Linked DNA regions of Drosophila melanogaster: region 1 is linked to region 2. Evidence: chromatin contacts called from public Hi-C data. All regions are on one chromosome and are shown on one strand. Each heading gives the region's core, a stretch centred on a gene start, on an enhancer-like site or on the middle of the called end of the contact. The rest is flanking DNA. Distances are from core to core; before and after follow the strand shown. Region 1 holds the start of HemK1 (HemK methyltransferase 1). Region 2 holds the start of ifc (infertile crescent).

Evidence for each region. Hi-C and Micro-C count contacts between places; a contact is called where the count stands out from the background.
Region 1: a contact with region 2 is called in a Hi-C map of the Kc167 cell line, with 2.7 times the contacts expected there. The contact joins the promoter of HemK1 here to the promoter of ifc in region 2. A contact is called at or near these places in 13 of 107 Hi-C or Micro-C datasets (the Kc167 cell line, the S2 cell line, cellular blastoderm embryo and 4 more) and 1 of 6 datasets of contacts at active chromatin or transcription factors (the Kc167 cell line).

Annotation. Positions count from the first base shown.
Region 1 is chr2L:6,464,979-6,469,469 of dm6, reverse strand. HemK1 (HemK methyltransferase 1) reads left to right here and starts at 1,772. Exons shown (of 3, transcript NM_135187.4): 1 at 1,772-2,071; 2 at 2,131-2,651; 3 at 2,706-3,253. The coding sequence starts at 1,862. The coding sequence ends at 2,946. mmy (mummy) reads left to right here. Exons shown (of 3, transcript NM_001298744.1): 3 at 1-932. The coding sequence ends at 625. Rchy1 (Ring finger and CHY zinc finger domain containing 1) reads left to right here and starts at 3,801. Exons shown (of 6, transcript NM_135186.2): 1 at 3,801-3,941.
Region 2 is chr2L:5,984,684-5,989,082 of dm6, reverse strand. ifc (infertile crescent) reads right to left here and starts at 2,735. Exons shown (of 2, transcript NM_057246.5): 1 at 2,191-2,735; 2 at 229-1,467. The coding sequence starts at 2,588. The coding sequence ends at 900. eIF4A (eukaryotic translation initiation factor 4A) reads right to left here. Exons shown (of 5, transcript NM_001258978.3): 4 at 4,141-4,364; 5 at 3,174-4,057. The coding sequence ends at 3,913.

The sequences.
Region 1 (4,491 bases), core at 523-3,022, 480 kb before region 2:
CGCTAAGGTGGTGGAGAAGGCAGCTCCCAACGAGGCTGTGGGCGTGGTGGCCATTGTCGATGGCAAATACCAGGTGGTGGAGTACAGCGAAATCTCGGCCAAAACAGCCGAGATGCGCAATTCAGACGGCAGGCTGACCTTCAGTGCTGGCAACATTTGCAATCACTTCTTCAGCTCGAACTTCCTGCAGAAGATTGGCAGCACATACGAGCAGGAGCTGAAGCTGCACGTGGCCAAGAAGAAGATTCCCTTCGTGGACAACGCCGGCAAGCGTCTAACGCCCGACAAGCCGAACGGCATCAAGATAGAGAAGTTTGTCTTTGACGTCTTCGAGTTCGCCCAGAAGTTCGTGGCCATGGAAGTGCCACGCGACGAAGAGTTCAGCGCGCTAAAGAACTCCGATGCAGCTGGCAAGGATTGCCCCAGTACTGCCCGCTCGGACCTCCATCGCCTGCACAAGAAGTATATCGAAGGCGCCGGTGGCATTGTGCATGGCGAAGTCTGCGAGATCTCGCCCTTCGTCACCTACGCCGGCGAGAATCTCGCCTCGCATGTGGAGGGCAAGTCGTTCACCAGTCCCGTCTACCTGCGGGACAGCCGCGATCCCTTGCACGGACACCTTTAAGATGTAGGGGATCTGCATGGACGCATAGACTGATGGACGGATAGTAGTCGTTTCGATTATTTGTAAATCTTTCGTATACCGTTGATGAACTTTATGATTCCCCAAACTGTAGTTAGTGCACGGAAATTCCATTGATTTCAGTACTTAAAGGAGACTTGTAAAAATTTGTTACCTATTGTGTCCGTTGATTTATTTTTCGTTTTTGAAATAATTGTGCAATCGTAATGTGAATATATACAATATATAGAACATGTAATGATATGAATATTTTAATATGTTGTAAAATACAAAAATTATTAGTACGGCCAAGCGATTGAATTTTCACTTCTTGGTCAAGCAATGGATCTTTTGCAGAAATACTCTAGACCAATCCCATATTTGAACAAGCGCCATTCTCTATTTACAAGGTTGTTAAATAGATATCAGGGAAATGTCTTGTTGGATGGACTAATCATATAAAAGCAATTGCTGGGCAAACAAACCTCTTGTTTTCGTGCCAACTTGAGTTCTAAAGAAAAGAGTTACCTTAACTATGTAAACCCATTTAGTTGGAAGTTCTTTTGCTAAGAAGTCATTATTTTTGTATCCAGAATATCTCAGAATATATTAACTATCTATCTGATTATGTAATGCTCTTGGTTTCTTATAAAATTTACATATTATATAGACGTCAGAGCTCATATGCTTCAAACCAGTTCTAATTTGCATTGATTATTGATGGACCAGTAGTAGTTTAGCTATTTTCCTACGTTTCAGACTAGGGACTTACATTAAACTAGACCAAGCTAGTCAGGAATATTCTTAAAAAAAGTATTAAAAAGCTTAACGAGCTTTGCTACTTTCTCTTACAGTTATTTTATTCATGTACATACATACATATATTATTATAATTCACCATTATAACTCCCCCTTTTCATATTGTTATGCTTAATAGACCTATTTCCGCAACAATAAACAAAAAGGGCCGACTGCAATCAGTGCGTGAACACTTGATATTGCTTTTCCATTTAATTGGAACAACCTAATTATGTTGCATGTTTAAATTTTCCGCCAAGAACTCGAAAATTAAGTCACACTATTCCGCTCTACGGTAACACTTGAAGCGTGAACACTTTTCAAATATCGACCACTGGTTTATTGTAACGGTCGAGAAACGGTCACGCTGGAACGAACTGCAGGCAGTGGGTCGTCAAAATTTTGTTGTTAATCAATAGCAATTAGATAATAAGTGAAATAATGCTCAGACAACTGACACGGTCAATGGGCCCGACCTCGCGGCTGCTTAAGCAGGTCAACTATGGCACAAATGCCCCAGCTGGCACCCACATTCCCGTGACCAAGGCCCTGGAAATTGGACAGTGGGAGGAAAAGCTCAAGGCCGCCGGCGTCGAGGACAGGAAGTTCAACGTGAAATGCATCGTGTCGCATGTCCTGAAGCAGAAGTTTGTAAGTATCTGTGAGAAAAGCTGGCTATCAACATCACTAACCATGTTTACGTTCCGTAGAGTTCGGTTCCTGACTCATTTGACCAGCTGCAGCTAAATCCCGGCCAGCTGGCGGATTTCGAGCGCTTCCTGGAGGCCCGTTGTGCCCGCATGCCGTTGCAGCACATCATTGGCGAGTGGGACTTCATGGACATTACGCTGAAGACATCGCCGTCGGTCTTCATTCCACGCCCCGAAACGGAGGAGTTTATGCGCCTGGTGATCGATGATCACAAGAACGCAAAGCACGTCGATCTTTTGGAGGTGGGCTGCGGCTCGGGCGCCATGTCCTTGTCCATGCTACACAGTCTGCCGCAGGTGGTGGCCACTGCCATTGAGCGTAGCAAGGCGGCAACCGTTCTGGCTGCGGAGAATGCCAAAATGCTGGGGCTGCTGAATCGATTTGAGGTACACAACCACACCATGGAGGAGGACAAGTACCTGCCGGAGGCGCTGAAGGACAAGAAGTACGATTTGATCATCTCCAATCCTCCGTATGTGAAAACTGAGGAGTTTCAGTTTCTGCATCCCGAAGTCGTGGTGTAAGTGATGTTATACCAGATGGATGCAGTGCACTAACTATCTTATATCCCCAGGTATGAGAACCTTAATGCCCTGGACGGTGGGTCCGATGGATTGAGGGTGGCTCGACTGGTTTTCGACTTGGCTTGTCGGCACCTGCGTCCCGGTGGCAAGCTCTGGCTGGAACTGGGCAACGACCACCCGCCGATGGTGAAGACCATTATGAATCTGAAGTACGAGGGCCGGCTCAAGTTCATCGCCGGCTACAGTGACCAGTATCAGCGCGAGAGATTCGTTCAGATCGAGAAGGTCTAGGCGAGATTGCGCCATAGACAGGACGGAATGCTATGACTTTGACAATGCAATTAGCTATAACGTTGCCCATGCATTTAGCTGTGATTTGATTTAAGACCAGACATACCTGCACGCTGCCCAGAGACTCACACCTATATAAACAGAATATATAGCGCTATTAATCCTTAAGTTTCGTCTCTGAATCTTTTAGCAACAACCGCAGGCGGTATTACTTCACAAATATACCTGTATAAATTGCACAATGCAATTAGCTGTTTGATTTATGACCATATTATTATCAGTATACAAAAACCACAACGACTTTTACCTAAGGCTTTCTACTGCATTTTTGATCCTATAATAATGGATTAACATGATTTTAAAGATCAATAGGTTAAAAGTATAATGCACCTATAATAACTGGTCACTGATTTAAACTATGGCGATTATGATTTATAACCAGAGGCTTGCTGCCATAAATTGGAGGGTGTTAATGATCATCGCGGATCGAGTATAATGCTGTTTAATCAAACTGATGTATTCTATATCTGCGATAAGCAAAATGCTAACCATATTTTTGGCCTGAAAGATGTGTATCCTGTCAATATATAGAATCAGAATATTTCTATGCAAATTAGAAAGTTTTTGCTTAAAGTTACCACTTTAATGCTTATAGGTGTACTGATTATGAAAACAAGGACACATGTCCACAAGGATTACCATAATTATGAACCCGAGTGCATAAATCCCCCGACTTCGCATCTGAATCTTGTTGTAACCGCTCCGCTGGAGAGCTTTAAGCTCCGGAGCGGATAAAAGCTCCGACAGAGTGGCTCGGAGCAACAAGTGGCTAACTTCCGTTGCCAGTTGGAAGTCGAAACTCGCGCCGGACGAGTCTGCGGAATCCGGGTGCGCGAGTGGAACGCGGATTTAGATTGTCGTAGCTCTTTAATTCAATTGACGATTTCGAGCTGCGATCTCCTTCGTTCGGCTGGTGTGTGTTGTTTCACTTTCAAGTACGCATACATATGTGTAGTATAATTAACAAATGGCTAAATCATAATTAAAGTCGGAGTTTCAGTGGATATCACAATGAGCGCTTGATGAAAGTCAAGAAGAGGGAACTTAAAAAGCGCCGAAACAAAACAAAAACGAGAAACACGTTAAACGAGAAATTGATTTTAAAAATTCTACATAAATTTGACCATATAGATTTGGGTAAATGAATGAATGTGCATATATATGTACATGTATATATATATACATACGCCCAAACTGCGATTTGAAGGCGGTTTGAATGTGGATTGGAAACTTTTAGAAACCAATTAGCCAGATCGTGACATTACTTAATGCATTTATCCGCCCGATCGACGCGTGCAAGTGTGTGCCTGTGTGCGTGAGTGCGTGCGTGCGTAAACATGAATACCGAATTGAATCGAGTTCAAACTTGCGTTCTTTTCGCCGACTGGTTTTCCGGCGAGGCTGGCTTAATCGCCTTGCGTTTGTAATTTTAGCACACTTTCAATATTTATTGTCGGTCCCTGCTCCCCGGCGCAGAAAATGCGA
Region 2 (4,399 bases), core at 1,486-3,985:
GATTAAGTAACTAAGCCATGATTAATCCAATCCAGTTGGCTGCAAAGCAGAAAAACATCCTCGATCTCCTAGGTGCACATTCTCCAAGGTGTGAGTTATCTGGCAAGCAATTCATATAACCGCATTGCCTACCTTGTCGTTCCACAGGTGCTTATCGAAATTATCATTATCAGTTGATAGCACTGTGCCCACATGACTGACGTGCGACATGCAATCGGCGTAAGCAATAACTTTGCAAGCTTCAAAAAGTTTAATTGGTCACAGAGTCGTTACAATACGATGTTGTTATTTATTTCATTAGTTTGCTTACAAATTTTATAGTGTATTCTGTACATGCAGCCACCCCGGTCAAATTATTTAGACTTTATTCTTAGGTAACAGTTTCAAGAGTCTATCAAAAATAGTAGTTGGTTGCTTGATTAGTGGCTTGCTATCGGCCAGGGTGGCGGCGATAAGGATTAAGATTGATCACACCAAATCGTGTCTGCACATAAATGATCTGAAAGCAATATAAATATGTATCGAAAATACTAAGACAATAGTATAATAGGACAAGTATTACACACTAGATTTAACAGGCTTTCCAATTTATGAGGTAACAATTAATTAAAGCGCTCGAAAGTGCCTCTCAGTTAGGCCAACGAACCTAACTAAGCTCACACTCTAGCAATAATACCAAAAACTATATCCACGTAATTGTTCATATCAGCCGCTGCAAGTGTCCGAATGCCCCTTATCTAATCACAGAGATTAGCTGGTGCTATGTGTGTGGTTGTTCCCCTTATTTCTTCTGCATCCGCTGTAAATGTCTCTACGGTGTATATATACATAAAAAAGCCGTTTTAGGTCTAACGCTGAGATTACATTCATGGCAGGAAACCTTGAATAGCATCGATGGCTTAGGAGGCCAGGCCGCGCTGGCGTCGCTTCACGCGTGCGTAAGGTCCCACTGCTGGGTCCATGATGAAGTCGTACAGAACCCGGGTCCAGCTGGTGTGCTGTGGCATTGTGTCGTAGAATTCCTTAGCGATGCGCTTAACCTCTGGCAGCCTGGAGCCGGGCACCGCCGGAAAGTCGTGATGCTCGTTGTGGTAGCCCACATTGAAGGTGATCCAGTTGAGCGGACCGTAGTAGGAGTACGTCTCAAAGCCCTTGGCGAACATGTAGTGCTCCGAGATAAAGTGTCCGGCCACCGGGTGCAGTCCCATTGCTAGAATACTGCCGATCAACAGATAGGCCAGTGGCTTCCAGCCCAGAAAGTAAACGATCAGGGCGTTGAAAGTTAGCTGCACCACGGTGTTAATAATCTCCAGGCGTGTAGGTGGCTTCGGGTTAATAATCAGTGGACGGAAAATGTAAAAAAAAGGCTGCAGGCACACCCACAGAAATTTTCCAAATGTGGTGTCAAACAGGCGCGCCTCCAGCAGTGTGGGTATGTCAGTGTCAATTGCCTCATCACCTTGGTAACTGAAAGGACAAATAAACGTTACAGTTTATTGAGCTGGTGAACGGTGAACAATGTATGCATAGCATGTAGTTAGCAATATAATTTTTTTAGAATGCAGATAGTTTGTGATGATTTACGTACATGACTTATTTTAGACTTAGTTGGGACTGAGAAGCGAACATTTGGGATTGGGACGTTGTTGAACGACAATCAATGATCCGCCCAATGGTGCACCTGGGCGATAAGATAAACACTATCTACGACTAGAAACATAGTGAATGACTGTAACTGTAAACATAAACAACACTCATAAAATTAGTTTGAATAATATTTCGGGAACTTTTTGCGGAAGGCGAAGCAGTGACTCAACTGAACGCGACTTGCAGCCGAGAAGTCGAGTGGCAAATCACTGAGCTACGTGACCAATTGAGCGCCTATTCGGATACACATATAACTACAACCTTATCTAATCGGCGCAATTAAGACGCACTCGATGCCCGGCAAAAGGGAACAACATGAAAACTGATTCACAAGTTTGCGGGGTGAAAATTCACATGAAACCCAATGGAGAGCAATCAGTGTTGAACAACACAAGCCGGCTTTTAAATGGATAAATGCGGAATGGGATGATGTTTTCGCTGTTTACTGTGTGACTACGCCCTATTGCCCAGAGAAAAGTGTTAATGCCCATGTGTGCGTGAGGGTGCGGTTTAGGGTATGAATTCGAACCGATTGGCACGTACCGGTGATGTTCCAGATGGTACTTTTTGAAGGAAATGCTCATGGGCAACCCGATGGGCAGGTTGCAGATGAAGCCCAAGATCCGGTTGTGCATAGGTCTGCTGTGTCCAAAGGCCAGGTTGTGCGAGATCTCGTGAACGGCCAGCATCAACGAGTGGTTGATGATGCCGCCGAAGCAATAGGCGGCCACGATGAGCCACGACCACGACAGGTCCTTCACGACGAACAGCGCCAGGATCTGTGTGAGCACCATTGCGCCGGCCACCCACTTGAAATTCGGGTCGTGGCCAAAGAGCTTCTTGATCTGCGGGTACTTCTCCAGTATGATCTTGCGCCGCGAGGCGTGCGGCTCCTCCGTGTACACCCACTCGAAGTCGGTGCGCGAAACTTTCTGTCCCATCTTGGATGCTTGGACTGGTTGCGGTTATGGGTTATTACGGGTGACGTGCTACAGGTCGGTGTTAGTTGGCCAACATTATCGACCGGCGCGAGGAAGGAAACTGTCCAAACATCCAACTGGGCGGATTGAAAAATTAATATGACCTGACGTGATAGGGCTGCGAGTCGAATCGATAGATTATCGATAGCTTGTTATCAGAATTTCAACCGATAAGTTGATGTGAAGGCTTAACGAAATGCAACTTACCCACTGCGCTTTCGTTTTAAAAGTATATGCAGTGGAGTGGTGTTGAAAGTTTTAAAAAATTAGTTTAACTTTTGGAACTCATCTTGCTTAGAGAGCTGGTTTTAAAGCGAAAGCTTATGAAATTGGCTAAAAAGGTTTGGGTTAATATGAGGTTAACCCAAACCGTACGTAACAGATACATAAAAACTTTTCAAAAACAGCCATTTTCGTTCTACTGTTTTGAGATAAGGAATTTACTTCCGCTTTGTTAAACATAATCTACAATACCACCCAATTGTATATATCCACAGCTATATCAACTCATGCTATACACCCAATAGCGGCAACCATATATTTTTTGGCCATACCCCGAAAGATATATAGCTATATGTTAATACATTTATAGATCTGGGTGGATTCGCTGTGTGTTCGTGTTTAGCGTAAAATGTTGCTTCGGTTGTCAGCTGTTTTTTAGGAGTGGTATATTTAAACATAATGTGTACATATGTATTTTGTTTTGTTTTAATATATTTTTATCAATAGTTCTAGAAAAAGCTAAAACAAAGGTGCGGCAAAAAGGTGTTCTGATATTGTGGCTTTTGCGTTTAGTTCCTCGCTCTTCTTAGCAAGTGGTATCTTGTACCTGGTTTCAGATATTACTTTTTTTAGATAGATGCAAATGTTGTTTTAAGTTTTGTTTTTTTTTTTTTATATATTTGTATATATTTGTTGTTGCTGGTTGACAACGCAGTTTTAAAATTGATGATACACAGAGAACTAAATGGATACAGAGGGGTTCCGGCTAATCGGCAATTGGTGGTGGTGTTGCTGCCGCTTCCGCTGCTGCTGATGTTACTGCTGCTGCGCCGCTGCTGAAGATGTTGCTGCTCTGTCCTGGTTTAGTCCTTTTTTTGGGTGGTCGGTCGGCTGCCTTTTCGAATTAATATTTGAATAATAAATATTTAACTTGACTTGTTGATCTTTGAATAATTTATAGTTGCGCTCGGTTATCGATTTCGCAGTTCTTGTTTGCTGTTTTGCTCACTCACTTTTTGTTTAGAATTCTTTCTTAGTTGTTTTGCGGCTCAGCAGAAAAAATTTAAATCAAATCGGCAATATTAGCAGGCATTTCCTCAATTGTTGTGTGGTAGAACTGTTCAATATCCTTAAGGATTCGTCGATCATCATCTGTAATAAAGTTGATCGCAACACCCTTGCGACCGAAACGACCACCGCGACCAATTCTGAAATAGATTGAAAGTGATGGTATCATGTTTAGTATAGCACATAGCTGAGTAGATTCAGGGGCGAGGTGGTGAGCACTTACCTATGAATGTAGTTCTCGCGGTTCGAGGGCAGATCATAGTTGATGACCAACGACACCTGCTGCACATCAATACCGCGCGCCAGTAAATCAGTGGTAATCAGAACACGAGACGAGCCCGAACGGAATTGTTTCATGATGACCTCGCGATCACGCTGCTCCATGTCGCCGTGCATGGCCGAGACGGTGAAGTTGTGGATAGACATCTCCTGGGTCAGTTGGTCCACCTGAAGAATGGGTAGACATTTTTGTTAGCAACTTA